2 separate regions of the Mustela erminea genome follow, and region 2 is linked to region 1. A link is a contact called in public Hi-C data. All regions are on one chromosome and are shown on one strand. Each heading gives the region's core, a stretch centred on a gene start, on an enhancer-like site or on the middle of the called end of the contact. The rest is flanking DNA. Distances are from core to core; before and after follow the strand shown.

Region 1 (2,846 bases), core at 178-2,677:
AGAATTCTTGGTGTTCTAAGACCAAGATTTCGCCATTACCAGCTGGGATACTGATAACTGAATGAGATGCAAAAGGGAAACAACAGATTTAACCAGATAGAACAAAGGAAGACAAAACTCTTGTAACAGGAGTGACATTAAAAAGAAAAGGAAGTCACTGATCGTCTTTTGTAAATAACACAAATTTCCAAATTTGCATGTGATCACACAGGAGGAGTTTCACCTATTTAAAATAAATTTATTTTTCTGCCCCAAGCCAAGGTAATGGCTGTTATCAGGCTAGTTATCAGCCGGGCTCAAAAAAACTACTTGGCGAGCCCAAGAAAACACAATTTGCAACTCTGTCACAATGTTGTGTAATCCTGAGAGAGTCCTACTGTTTTCTCTAGGTTCATTTCCACATTTTACAGCCAACTTCAAGAAACTAGCATCATCCTGATTCTGAACAGTATTAGGTGCTGTAACTACAGCGCTTAAAAATTACTTACAAAAAACTGACCTCCCTGAAGAGCAGGGTGCCTGAAGAGAAAATAAACAGGAACATCAAAATTCGAACAATGATACAACAACTAATAATTACAGAGGATTTACTGTAGGCCAGGCACTGTGTGCTTTACGTGTTAGCTCATTTCATCTTCCAAAGCTGCCTAAGCGGTACGTTCTATCATCACCCCCATTTCTCACAGAATGAAACTGAAGCTCAATGAGGTTAAGTGGCTTGTCCCAGGGGATCCATCCCATGGCAGAACTCGGGCAATCGGGCCACCTCACTACAGGCGCCGAGCTCTTGGTCGTTACCCAAACCTGTCTCCCCAGCTTTGCCACTAACTAGCTATATGAGCTTGGGCAAGTCATGCCTATCCCCTTGGGCCTCAGTTTCTCTAACTGAAAATGAGAGACGTGTCCTGGAGGTTTACGACTGCGACCCGCTCCCAAGGGCTGGGAGACCACACGTTACGTGGGGGGAGGGGAAAAGGTGGAGGTTTGGGACGCTGTCGCAGCCCAGGATTCCGCCTCGGGTCCGCTCCAGGAAGGGCCTTCAGGACTCTCACCCCAGTCCCTTTTTCAGTACCGCGTTTCGAGGGACGCGCTCCGCGGTACAGGGAAGCCGTGCACCCAACAGGCACTCAATAAAGGTGCGCCGAGCCCGCCCCGCGCGGCAACCCTGACCCGAGCCCCGCGGAGTTACCCGTCCATTACATCCAGGTGCAAATAATCGGCCCCAGAGTCCAGCATCCGGAGACACTCGGCCCCCAAATTGGCCAAATCGCTGTTAAGGATGGACGGGCCAATCTTGCAGCCAGACGCCATGGTGCTGATTCCCCAGAGCAAGTTACCCACGAGTCTCCCGGTAAGACGAAAGTGTTACCCCGATTGGCTGCGCAGTTTTAGCCCCTTCCCGGTAGAGTCTTCCGGACTCCACCGGAAGCAGCTGCCCGCGGGGAGGAAGTCCCGCCTCCCCGGGGGTCGGGGCTGTCCGCCCAGGGGGTTGGGGGCGGGGCCTCGCCTGCAGGCCTGTTCTTTTCTTTGACCTTCCTTCTGGCAATATAAGCGTTTTAGATTTCCCAGTCCTCACAGAATTTGAGGAGTTTGTAGATTTTTTGATTTACATCCTCTGCAGTTCCCTTTCCCCGGCTCTTGTTCTCACTTCACTTTTTGCTTCCCTATAGTTTGCATCTGCACTTTCCTCTCCTCTCCAGCTCTTGAGCTTGCCTTTAAAAAACACAACAAAGGGGGCTGCCTGGGTGGCTCAGTGGGTTAAGCTCTGCCTTCAGCTCAGGTCATGATCTCAGGGGCGTGGGATCCAGTCCCGCATCCGGCTCTCTCCTGAGCCTGCTTCCTCCTTCTCTCTCTCTCTCTCTCTCTCTCTCCCTCTCTTCCTACTTGTGATCTCTGTCAAATGGATAAAATCTTTAAAAAAAAAAAAAAACGCATAACAAAGGGGCGCCTGGGTGGCTCAGTAGGTTAAGCATCTGCCTTGCTAAGGTCCTGATCCCAGGTTCCAGCCCAGAGTTTGAGCTCCCTGCTCAGCTGGAGGTCTGCTTCTCCCTCGGCCTCCCCATCCCCCACAGGGTTGTGCTCTCTCCCTCATGGCTCATGGTCTCTAATAAATAAAATCCTTTCTTCTCATCTCCGTTCCCTTGAACTCCTCTGAAGAGGGGAAGGAGTCAGATTTAGGGCAGAGTCCTCTCCCTTCCAAGTGCTAACTAGGTAACCTGGCAGTCACTCCCCCCTGTCTCCTAATTCTCATCTGTTAGGATCCTCCCAGTCTTTAGGGTTGTTACAAGGGTTAGATAAGTGAATCCAGGTAAGGCAGCCAGTTTATGATATCGGGCTCAGTACAAAATGTGGTGGTTATTATTACTATTCTTCTGGGCTTCCAGCCCTCATCCTTACCTAGTTTTTCCCTCTCAGTAATTCGGTGACAAATTGTAATATTTATTTACTATCCAGACACAATCTGGAAGAGGATAAGAGTGTCTGTTTCTCTGATAAATGTGTCAAGGTCATTGTGTCAGGACCAGACGAAATTAAACCACTTGGGGGGTGGGGGGGGGGAGATTTAGCAAGAGCATAGCTTAGATTATAGGGAATGGGCACTTCTACTCTATGCAAAAGGCAGCTGATGGTAACTTGGCTTCCATGGTGGTTCTGGCCACATTCAGAGGGCAACCAGTTCGTTCATGTTCCTCCCAGGAAATCTACCAGTTATTCCAGTATGTCACAATCTGAGCAGAGAAATCAAGCTGGGTACCCATTTTCCCAAGTGGCCCATCCTGCTTTATTTGGAAGGATATTGGTGGAAAGCTTGAGTAAAATGGAACTCCACCGGAGCTGGAGGGAAG
Region 2 (2,846 bases), core at 235-2,734, 150 kb before region 1:
TAAAGTATCTCACTCATTTTTGCATTTCTGTCCCCAGGGGCAGGGACAATCTTGAATATAGTCAATATCCAGTAAATATTGCTGATTTAACTATTTATACAACACATCATTTGCTTACAAATTTTATTCCAAGGAAGGTGAATCAATTTCCTGAAACTTCCCTTACTCCATAGGAAGGTGCAATTATTGTTCTGAGCAATCTTCAAAAAGTATTCTCTGCTATAAATGCAGCCTGTCATAAAGTTATTGCAGTATGTCCCAATGCACTAGAAAAACCAGGAACAGGCGGTTATTTTCTAATCAGTAATCCGTGTCATGCCTTATGGTTTGTTATAACTCCAGTTCCTAGGATTCCCCCCTGCCTACTCCGACCATCCGATGTCCTTCAATTAATAAGGTTGAAATAATGGCAATTGTCTTTTTGGATCTAAAATTCGAGCGCGCTTTATTCCCTAAATCATTTCATGTGTAAAGTAGGTGCTTAAGAAAGGCTGTAGTACATCATCTAAAGAGCTATATTTAGTGCTCAGTTTATTTAAAAGAGAGAGAGAGAGAGAGAGAGAAAGAGAGAGAGAGTGTGGCTGGGGAAATGGCCGGGAGTAGTTTAGTGGTGAGTGGAGCCAGGTGCGAGACTCTCAGAAATGTTTTTATGTGTCCCTGGCCAACTATCTTCGCACAAAACCCCGTTTATTTATTTGACTGCGCTACTGCAGAAGAGAGTTAACTCCAACGCCACTCAAACCAGCTTTGCACAGATTTTAAAATGCTTGAGCAGGCGGCTCCTGATTTTTACCATAAAACGACCCAGCCGGATCCAAAGCAGATTTGTCACCCTACTTTAGATCCTCTGGGGGGTGTCGTACAGAATTATGGCTTTGGATTTGAGCGCGGAGCACACATACAAGCAAGCCCACAGAGAAGTACAGATTTGGCAACTGTGACAAAGCTTTGTTAAAACTTGCCCCTCGAGCCGGAGGGAGGGACTGGACACCAGGAGCCCGCGCAGCCCGAGCGCGGGCGGTAGGGCTTAATGCAGCCCGACTTTCCCCTCTTTGCTTTCCCTGTCACGGTAGCACAGAAATAGCAAAGCAAGGGCGGGAAGTCACCCGCCCGTATTTTTGGGGTGGGTGGGTGGTGGTGGTGGTGTGTGTGTGTGTACGCGCCCCCGTGATTTTTGGGGGGGTGGTGTGTGTGCGTGTGTGTACGCGCGCCCGTGCGCGCGCCTCCCGCTCGCAAGGGAAGAGGTAAGGAGGAAGCGAGAACGACCAAGAACCCACCCCCCAAGGAGCCGCCGCGCCTCTGCACCAGGGTTCGGGCGTCGTGCTCCAGCCACTTCCAGAACGCTCTCAGCCGCCGCTGCAGGCCCCGCCCCCTGCCGGGGTTTCCCCGCCACCCGCACTCATTTGCATGGCGCTTCCCCTCCCCCGCTGCCATTGGCTGGCGTTGCGCCCCGCCCACTGCCCCTCCACCACGGCAGGGTTCCGTCCCCGAGCCGCCCGGAGCTGCGGGCAGCGGGCGGACTGTTAAACCGCGGCGGCGGCCGGGGCGGGAGCGGGGCGCGCTCTGGAGACGAGTCAGCGGCGCCCCGGGTGGGGGGAGGCGGGCGGGCAGCTAGAGATCACCTCAGCAGCCCCCACCACGGCCGGACCGAAGGTGCGGCGGCGGAGGGGAGCCAGGGCGCCCCAGCAGGCGAGTGGCCGGCGTCTCAGCGGCGGGCTGAGGGGGGTGGGTCTCCTCTGCCGGGGACGGCGGCGGGCGGGGAGGGGAGAGCGGAAAAGACCGCCGGGTGGACTTGCGGGCCAGGCAGCCGAACGGCAGCCCCTTCGCCCCCCGAATCCTATGGGCTGTTGGACTCTGGGTCCCGGCACCGGATCGCGCTCTAGGGCAGGGGTCGGACGGCAGCCAAATTTAAACGGCTAAACCTAACAGCCTTGGCAGAAGCTGAGGGGAGGGGAGAGGAGGAGTGGAGGGAGGGGTGGGGGCGGACCTAGGAGTGGTCACGTGGAGTCAGGGGAGGGGCTTGGCAGGCCTCCCTTTTGTTTTGGCTGGCGCGTGCGCAGACGGCAGAACACGTGGTCTGCTGGGCCCGCCCCTTGTTTTAGCGGCCGCACCTCCTCGGGCGCGGTTGTGGTGTCTGCTGTTTTGGGCAAGCTCTGAAGCGGAGGCGTCTGTGTGGGATGCGACCCTTGTTTTCTTTATTTTATACTTTATTTCAGGCAGCGTTGTTTTGGTGTTCCAGAATTAGATGGGGGTGGAGAGGAGTTAGAGAATTAATAAGCAGTGGTGTTTCCAAGTTTGTGTCTCTTCTTGGTGTTCTGAAGGGGCCGACGCTGCAGGAAAATTTGAGGCTATGTGGTGAGGAGTAGCAAGAAAGAGAAGGCTGTTCTCTGGTCATTAAAGAAAGGAAGCGGTTAGCTTTGCATCCAGGGAGGGAGACACTGGGATGGACCTTCTTGTCTTTCACGTTGAAAAGGATTCGTTTTTGGTTGGTTCCCCGCCGGCTCTGCGGCGCACATCCACTCCACCCTTTCCCTCGGATCAGCTGTGAGCCGCCGCGGGGGGCTGCGGGTGGTGGAGATTGAAGTGTTTTTTTTTTTTTTAAACTGAGGGAAGCACATTCCTTTTTGATTCCCCAAACTCTAGTCAGCTGGTGAGATTTAAAAACCGTAACTTCTTTCGTCTTCGTTGGCTTCACTTCGCGCTGAGTTTGGTTCTGTAGGAATGTTTTAAAAATACAGGATGGGGCAGTTTTGTTACCAACGAAACCTTGGTGGTCGGTTTACCAGTACTGCAGACAAAACTGACAGTGTTTTTGGCTCGGAGAAAGTGGCTTTAAAAAATAATTC

The links. Hi-C and Micro-C count contacts between places; a contact is called where the count stands out from the background.
Region 2: a contact with region 1 is called in a Hi-C map of skeletal muscle, with 9 times the contacts expected there. The contact joins the promoter of KANSL1L here to the promoter of RPE in region 1. A contact is called at or near these places in 2 of 3 Hi-C or Micro-C datasets (skeletal muscle and spleen).

What each region holds. Positions count from the first base shown.
Region 1 is chr8:20,592,439-20,595,284 of mMusErm1.Pri, reverse strand. It overlaps RPE (ribulose-phosphate 3-epimerase), which reads right to left and starts at 1,427. Exons shown (of 6, transcript XM_032354664.1): 1 at 1,190-1,427. The coding sequence starts at 1,311.
Region 2 is chr8:20,747,262-20,750,107 of mMusErm1.Pri, reverse strand. It overlaps KANSL1L (KAT8 regulatory NSL complex subunit 1-like protein), which reads left to right and starts at 1,484. Exons shown (of 16, transcript XM_032354662.1): 1 at 1,484-1,689.